Regions from separate parts of the Zea mays genome. Here region 2 is linked to region 1. A link is a contact called in public Hi-C data. All regions are on one chromosome and are shown on one strand. The core of a region is the stretch at or near the end of the contact, and the rest is flanking DNA. Distances in the headings are between cores, read along the strand shown. Region 1 holds the start of LOC100281604. Region 2 holds the start of LOC100191482.

Evidence for each region. A called contact is a pair of places that touch in the nucleus more often than the background predicts.
Region 2: a contact with region 1 is called in a Hi-C map of tassel, with 2.6 times the contacts expected there. The contact joins the promoter of LOC100191482 here to the promoter of LOC100281604 in region 1. A contact is called at or near these places in 2 of 25 Hi-C or Micro-C datasets (ear and tassel).

The regions. Positions count from the first base shown.
Region 1 is chr4:30,747,853-30,751,165 of Zm-B73-REFERENCE-NAM-5.0, reverse strand. LOC100281604 reads right to left here and starts at 1,369. Exons shown (of 6, transcript NM_001353168.1): 1 at 1,294-1,369; 2 at 468-1,190. The coding sequence starts at 960.
Region 2 is chr4:31,101,733-31,104,996 of Zm-B73-REFERENCE-NAM-5.0, reverse strand. It overlaps LOC100191482, which reads left to right and starts at 1,834. Exons shown (of 3, transcript XM_035967216.1): 1 at 1,834-3,041. It overlaps LOC100274932, which reads right to left. Exons shown (of 2, transcript XM_035967222.1): 2 at 827-1,291. The coding sequence ends at 1,215. It also overlaps the pseudogene LOC115307086.

The DNA.
Region 1 (3,313 bases), core at 120-2,619:
GGACGGAGTGAGTATGATTTTAGCGCAAACTGTTCAGAACACCAAATATATGATCAAAACATAACTAACTTTAGAAATATACTAAAAAAATTGATTAAAACACACCTAAACATTGACCAAACACCATTTTCTCCATATCCCCTGAACTATGAATTTCTACATCCATTTCACAGGAAAAACTGATTCCTACTTCTAGGGCAGTGGGGACTTTCCAGAAACCTATAAACGTGGATAATAGACGAAGGAAATCGGGGGAGCATTTGGATTACATGAGAATATTTTCAGAACTAGTCCAAACCATGTTGCAAGTGAAATACTGGGTCTCAGCCCATTTCACGAAAATAGTACCTGACTGTGGATAATCAAACAACAATACTCAATAATAGTACTGTAAACATATATCACGCAAAGCATCAGAATTCAGAAATAGACACCATTCGGTACTGGAAGCATAAAAAAAAACTCACCCAAATTGATCTGCCGTGAGCAATCACTGTGCCGGTACCTCTCCACCAGCGCCGCCACCTCCTCCTCCGACAGAGGTTCCCCGAGAACCTCCTCCCGGATCCTCTCGTCGCCACTAGCATAATCGCCGACGCGTGCCGCGGCTGTGCCGTCCCATGGGCGGTCGAGGCGGCCGGGGCCGAAGGGCGAGAACCGGGTGGGCTCGCGGAAACCGATGGGCCTCCATGTCGGGTCTGTCTCCGAGTACGAGTACCGGAAGTCAAAGGGAAGGTCGGAGTGCGCAGGCTCATCGGGCCTGATCTTGCCCGCCAGGGCCTTGGGCTTCGGCGGCGGCGTCGATGGCGCCCGAGGTGGGAGCTTAGGAACCCGCGTGAACGGAGGGTCGTCGTCGTCGGGGTCAAAGGAGGATGAAGAGGAGCGCAGGAGGCGGCCTGCCAGGGCCTGGGCGTCCTGAGCGGGGCGCCGCCATGGGAGAAGCTTTCGAGGAAGAAGCATCTTTTTGATGAGCTTATTGCAAAAATGAGACTACCAATATGGCCGTTTTCACTTTTGTTCATCAACGTTGCACTCTTTCAGATATGGGACCGAGACACACTCACACACACTTGCCTTAAGCCCTTAACGCCGCTCGTAATCTGCTGGACCGGAGCTGGAGTCCCTCATTTGCCCTTGTTCTTTCTCGCTCGAGCTCTCTGTCTTCGGCTCTTCGCCAGCGAACGCTCCTCCTGCTCCTCTTCTCCGCCAGTCAAAGATTTGCGTCCAGAGAAAAAAAAATACAAAGCAATTTGAACAAGCAAATTGTGTAGAAAAAAGCCCGTCAGACTCAACCTGTAGGTCACGGTCACCCCAGTCCCCAGCCAAGGCAGCCGCTCAGGCCTGTTGCCCTGTTGAGCTGATAGGCAAGGCCACTGTTATGAGAATATGCAACTGCTTGTCGCCGGATGCCTGGATGGATGAAAGCTGCTGCAGCAGTAGCAGCCGAACGGGGCTGCGGCGGAGAACGGGGCTTCAGGCTGGTGGAGAGCGGGGCCGGCAACGAACAGCTTCCTGATGGCGGAGGGCCTGGCCGACGGCTAGCAGCTGGTGGAGGCCGGCGGCAAGCAACTGGTTCGGTGGCGGCGGGCTATGTAATGTTCGATTTTTTATGGGGTTGGCCAATTTATTGAATAAACTCTATGGTGTGTAATGATGGATAATACCAGTAGTATCATATTGGAAGTTCAAAGGTCTTTTGACTTGACTTATATGGTGGGAATTATTTCACTTAATTTAAGAAGTCAAGAAATAGACAACGGCGTGCCACGCGCGCCGCCGCCGGCCGGGCACGGGCGAGGCAGACGCGCGGGCGGGCGGTCGTGGGGTGGTTGTGTTAATTTTTAGCACTCATTAATCGCGGGAGTTTCAACTCCGGGTTAAACCTTTCAGTAGAGGAGAAGGGCATGTGTCTCTGAAGCCCCTGCCGTTCGAGACCTTGCACGGGGGATCAGCAATTAGGTTTTTGGTGAGCGTTTACGCGACTGCCCAAAACATATTCTTCCTGACAACATGACAAAGGGAAGCTGGACAATGATCTGGATCATCAGAGCGCATGGGAGGGTATGATCAGTTTATTTCCTTACTGTTTTACGTTCTGCAGATTATATATGTTTCATATATTTATTTGTGTTGTTTTATATGTAGCAATGATTTTATCTCATCTATTCTGTCATATTATAATATGTTATATCTGTCTGTTTTAATTTTACAGTCATGCTATTTATGTTTCTATCTGTTTATTTTCAATTGTTCAGTCAGTTTATATGCTTATCATATTTATATGATTTATATGATTCATATGCTTTGTGTTCTCATGATCCATATTGTTATGGATATATTTGAGATCACGATTTCTATGATTAATTATTTGTTATATGTCATCATCATAATGTTAATTTATGGAATTAAAATGATATGAAAAATGTCTATAATTCTAACAATCCAAAAACCTAATGTTAGGCATTTTTCTGTCAGATTTAACTTCTGAAGATGAGGCTAAGTTTAAGGCTGAAGACAACCTCTTTTGAGGAGCAGTAATTAGCGCACTTGATACAAAATTCCAGAAAAGCTATATCATCCTTTCTACAGGGAAAGAGCTGTGGGATGCACTTGTTGGAAAGTTTGGAGTAACTGACGCTGGTAGCGAGCTGTATCTCATGGAGCAGCTGTATGACTACAAGATGGTTGAGAACCGATCTGTAGTGGAACAGGCTCATGAGTTCCAGGCACTAGCTAAGGAACTCGAACTTTTTTCTTGTCCTTTGCCTGATAAGTTTGTGGATGGCGGTATAATCGCCAAGTTGCCACCTTCTTGGAAGGACTTTGCTACCTCTCTCAAACATAAGAGACAAGAGTTCAATGTGGAAGAACTCATTGGTACTCTTGATGTTGAGGAAAGAGCTAGAACAAAGGACAATGGAAAAGGTATTGAGACCTCTACTGCTAATGTGGTGCAGAAGAGAAACTACCGCAAGTTCAACAAGAAGAAAAACCAGAACAAACAAGAGAATACAAATAAACCTGTTCAAACAACACATTTTAAAAAGAACAACAACAACAACAAGGGAAAGGGAGGATGCTTTATCTGTGGCAGTGATCAACATTGAGCTAGAGAGTGCCCTGATCGCAAGTTCACACAGGACAAGAAATCAACTAATGTTGTAACCACTGAAACTGAAGATGGAACATCTGGGTATGGTAATTCTTTACCATTTGTTCTTTCAGCTTGTAATTCACCTGAGTGGTGGATGGACAGTGGTGCAAACATTCATGTGTGTGTTGATGCCTCTATGTTCACTTCCTACCAGGTCGG
Region 2 (3,264 bases), core at 585-3,084, 350 kb before region 1:
TAACTCCACTAATTGTGTTCGGCCTGGTGGTATAACTTGAGGGAGTGCCACTGCTTGGTGTTGGGTGTTCATTGTTGGTCCAGCACCTGAGCTACTGCTGCTCTAATTCTGGCTGCTGCTGCTGTGCATACCAACAGATTGTTAGTCCAGTTCTGGTGCTAACAACAGATTGTGCATACCATCAGATTGTTGGTCCAGCAGTTGAGCTGCATTCCCAGTTGAATTTACACTGTCGTCAAAACTGAACTAGAGCAGCTGAGGACAGCCAGCTGTTTGGAGATGACAACAGTGTAAATTCAAGGACAGCCAGCACTTGAGCTGCATTCCCAGTTGTTAACGCCAACAGCCAGCACTTGAGCTGCATTCCCAGTTGTTAGCACCTGAGCTGCTGCTGCTCTAGTTCTGGCTGCTGGACAATTCAAGTGCTGGCAAGTGCTGGCTCAAGTGTTGGCTGTTTGTCTCGGTGTGCACTTGAGCTGAGCCTGTTTGTAAATTGTTTGGAGAACTGTCCAGCTGTTTGGAGATGACAACAGTGTAAATTCAAGGACGCCTGTTGTTGGACTTGCTCCAAACAGGCTCAGCTCCCAAACATCTCCAAACAGTTGCTCCAAACAGTTGTTAACAGATCGACTTGCTCCCAGTTATCAGATAATGAACTGTCCAGAACTGTCAGTTAACACATTGTAAATACGATAGAATCTGTCAATCTGTTCAGAATCTGTCCAGAACTTCCAGAACTGCTCACAATCTGTCAATCTGTTAACAACTGCTCTAGTTCAGTTATTAATAAATGAACAGCTCAGCAGATCAAAAAACAGATAACAAATGAACAGATTGTTGGTCTCAACTGGGAATGCAGCTCAACAGTTCTATGTCAAATCTTACACTTCACATGGTCTCAAATAACACATAGTTCACACAACATATTTCAAATCTTACACTTCACATGGTCTCAAATAACACATAGTTCACACAACATATTTCAAATCTTACATATCAGGTACTCATGCCTTCCTTTTTTTTTGGTGTGAACTTCTTTTTAAGCATTCTAGGACCAGTGCCATGGCATGATGGAGTAGTTGGAAGATTTGGCGCTACACTGGATGGTCCTAGTAATAAAAGAGGTCTTCCACCTTCTATACTTGGCGCTGCACCTTGTGTTTCTAAAACAGCGGATGGTCCACCTTCTCCACTAGGAGCTGCACCTTGTGTTTCTAAAACAGCGGATGGTCCACCTTCTCCACTTGGCACACTTGAAGATTGGATGCCACTAACTGACACAAGTACAAGGCTACTACAAAATAAAATTTTAATTAGTCATTATACTCCGACATTAAAAGCAAAAGAGTTATAAGTGAAATGTACCTATCATATGTAGACTTCGGAGACGGAATGTCACCACCTATATCTAGTGTTAGCACAAATTATTACACATAATGGTCAAACATATTTTGAATATATGGCGCTGCCGCGGCGGCGATAGAACTTGGGAGCTGCCCGGATTGAGCACCGCGACGCCGTGACAGAGGGGTGGGGTGGGCAAAAGTTACCTGCAAAGGGGAGGAGTGGCAGACGTCTTCGCAGTTCTATTCCAATGGCTTGCACGACCCTCTGGATGAACCCACTCACTGCCGGCTGCCGCACATTCGCCTGGGTACGTAAACGTTACAGAGGGTAGGGGATATGTCAGCGGACAGGGGAAGAGGGAAGGGGGAAGATCACCTGCAGAGGAGGAGGAGTGGGGTTAGTCGTCGCCGTCGCCGGCCAGGCCGTGAAGATCGGTGGCGGCGGACACTGAGAGCGCGAGGAGAGCGGCGTTCCAGAGCCAGAGAGCAGCAGAGAGCGGACACTGAGAGCTCGATATGCTTCGGTTAATGGAGGGAGAAGACGGCGTTGTGAACGGCCGTAAGGGCAAAATCGGCAGGGAGCAACACGGGCCCACCTACCAGGTACGCCAGAAGCTGTCGTGACCTCTCCTGGCGAGTGACAGCGCTTGAGCGACCCATTTTTACGACCTGAGCTAGCGCAGGCGTATTTTGCAGAGCGGCAGTTTAGAACGACCTATTTTGATAAATTCCTCCCGTCCATCAGGTGCTGCTGCGATGCAATGAACAGCGTGATGCAATGGGGTGGGTCGAAATGAGTTCTATGGGCTGGGTGGAAATGGGTTTCGATAGCTAGCGGGCCGGGGCGGGTTGGGTTCACTGCGATGCGGGTTGGGGCGGGTCGGAGTGGGTAGGGCCGTAGGGCACGTCGGGTCGATCTGCCGTCCGCTCCCGGCTCCCGCAGAAATAGAGCGGCAACGCCGCCGGCCCGCGGCCCGCCGCCGCCGTTCCCGCGTGACCTTCTCCAGCGAGGCGGCGACGTCCGTTGATCCAGGTGCGCCTCCTCTTGCTCTCCTCCCCTATCTATTCTCCGCATCATCCCCTGCCCTGCTGAAGTAGCGCCCAGCTCGTATTTCACCGCCGCCGCCGCCGCCACCCTGGCCGCCGGGAGTCGCTACCACCGGAACCCGTGCTGGATTCGCGCTGGTACCCCCCCACCTTCTTCTTGGCGCCACATAGCTTGTACTACATTCTGTAATTAACTGAGGATTTTTGGGTGCTCGATCTGTTTTACAATTGTAGCCCTATTCTCTCTCCATTATTATGAAGATTGGCCCCCAGTGCTGCTAGTCTCACTTAGTCTTCTACAATTTTGCACGTACATATACATATGATCCATTTTTATATAAGTGTAAGCAGTAAGTTACAAGTTCAAAAATTAGCCAAGTTTAGTGACAGATAGTTCACTCTGAACTCTGAAGGACAACTCAAGGAAATTAAATTGTAGTTTTCTTTCAGTTCAAAGGATCCTCATATCTGCCCTGATTCGACACCAGGTTCTGCGACTTCCCTTGACTGGTGTGGTGGGCTGGTGGCGCGCTTGCGTTCCTCTCTTCACAGGCCCCTCGGTGCGCAGTGGTGGATTTGTCCTTCTGATTTGCAGCTCTGACGACAGTGGGACCACTGACCGAGAAGGCAGCAATTCGTTGGGAGCAGGTGAGTTCATCATGTTCTATCACTTTTCCTCCTTTAATTTCTTCCCATCCTGTGAACTGTGTGCTCCTGCTCCGTTAATGGTGTCACTGATTGCTACAAAACCTAGATGGCATGCCTTGTTATGTTTTTAAAACAAAATTTACTTGTATCCACATATTGTTTTTCCCCCCAAACGGCAGGTACAGACAAGGTTTTCAAGTCGTTAAGTCGAGTCGACAAGGTA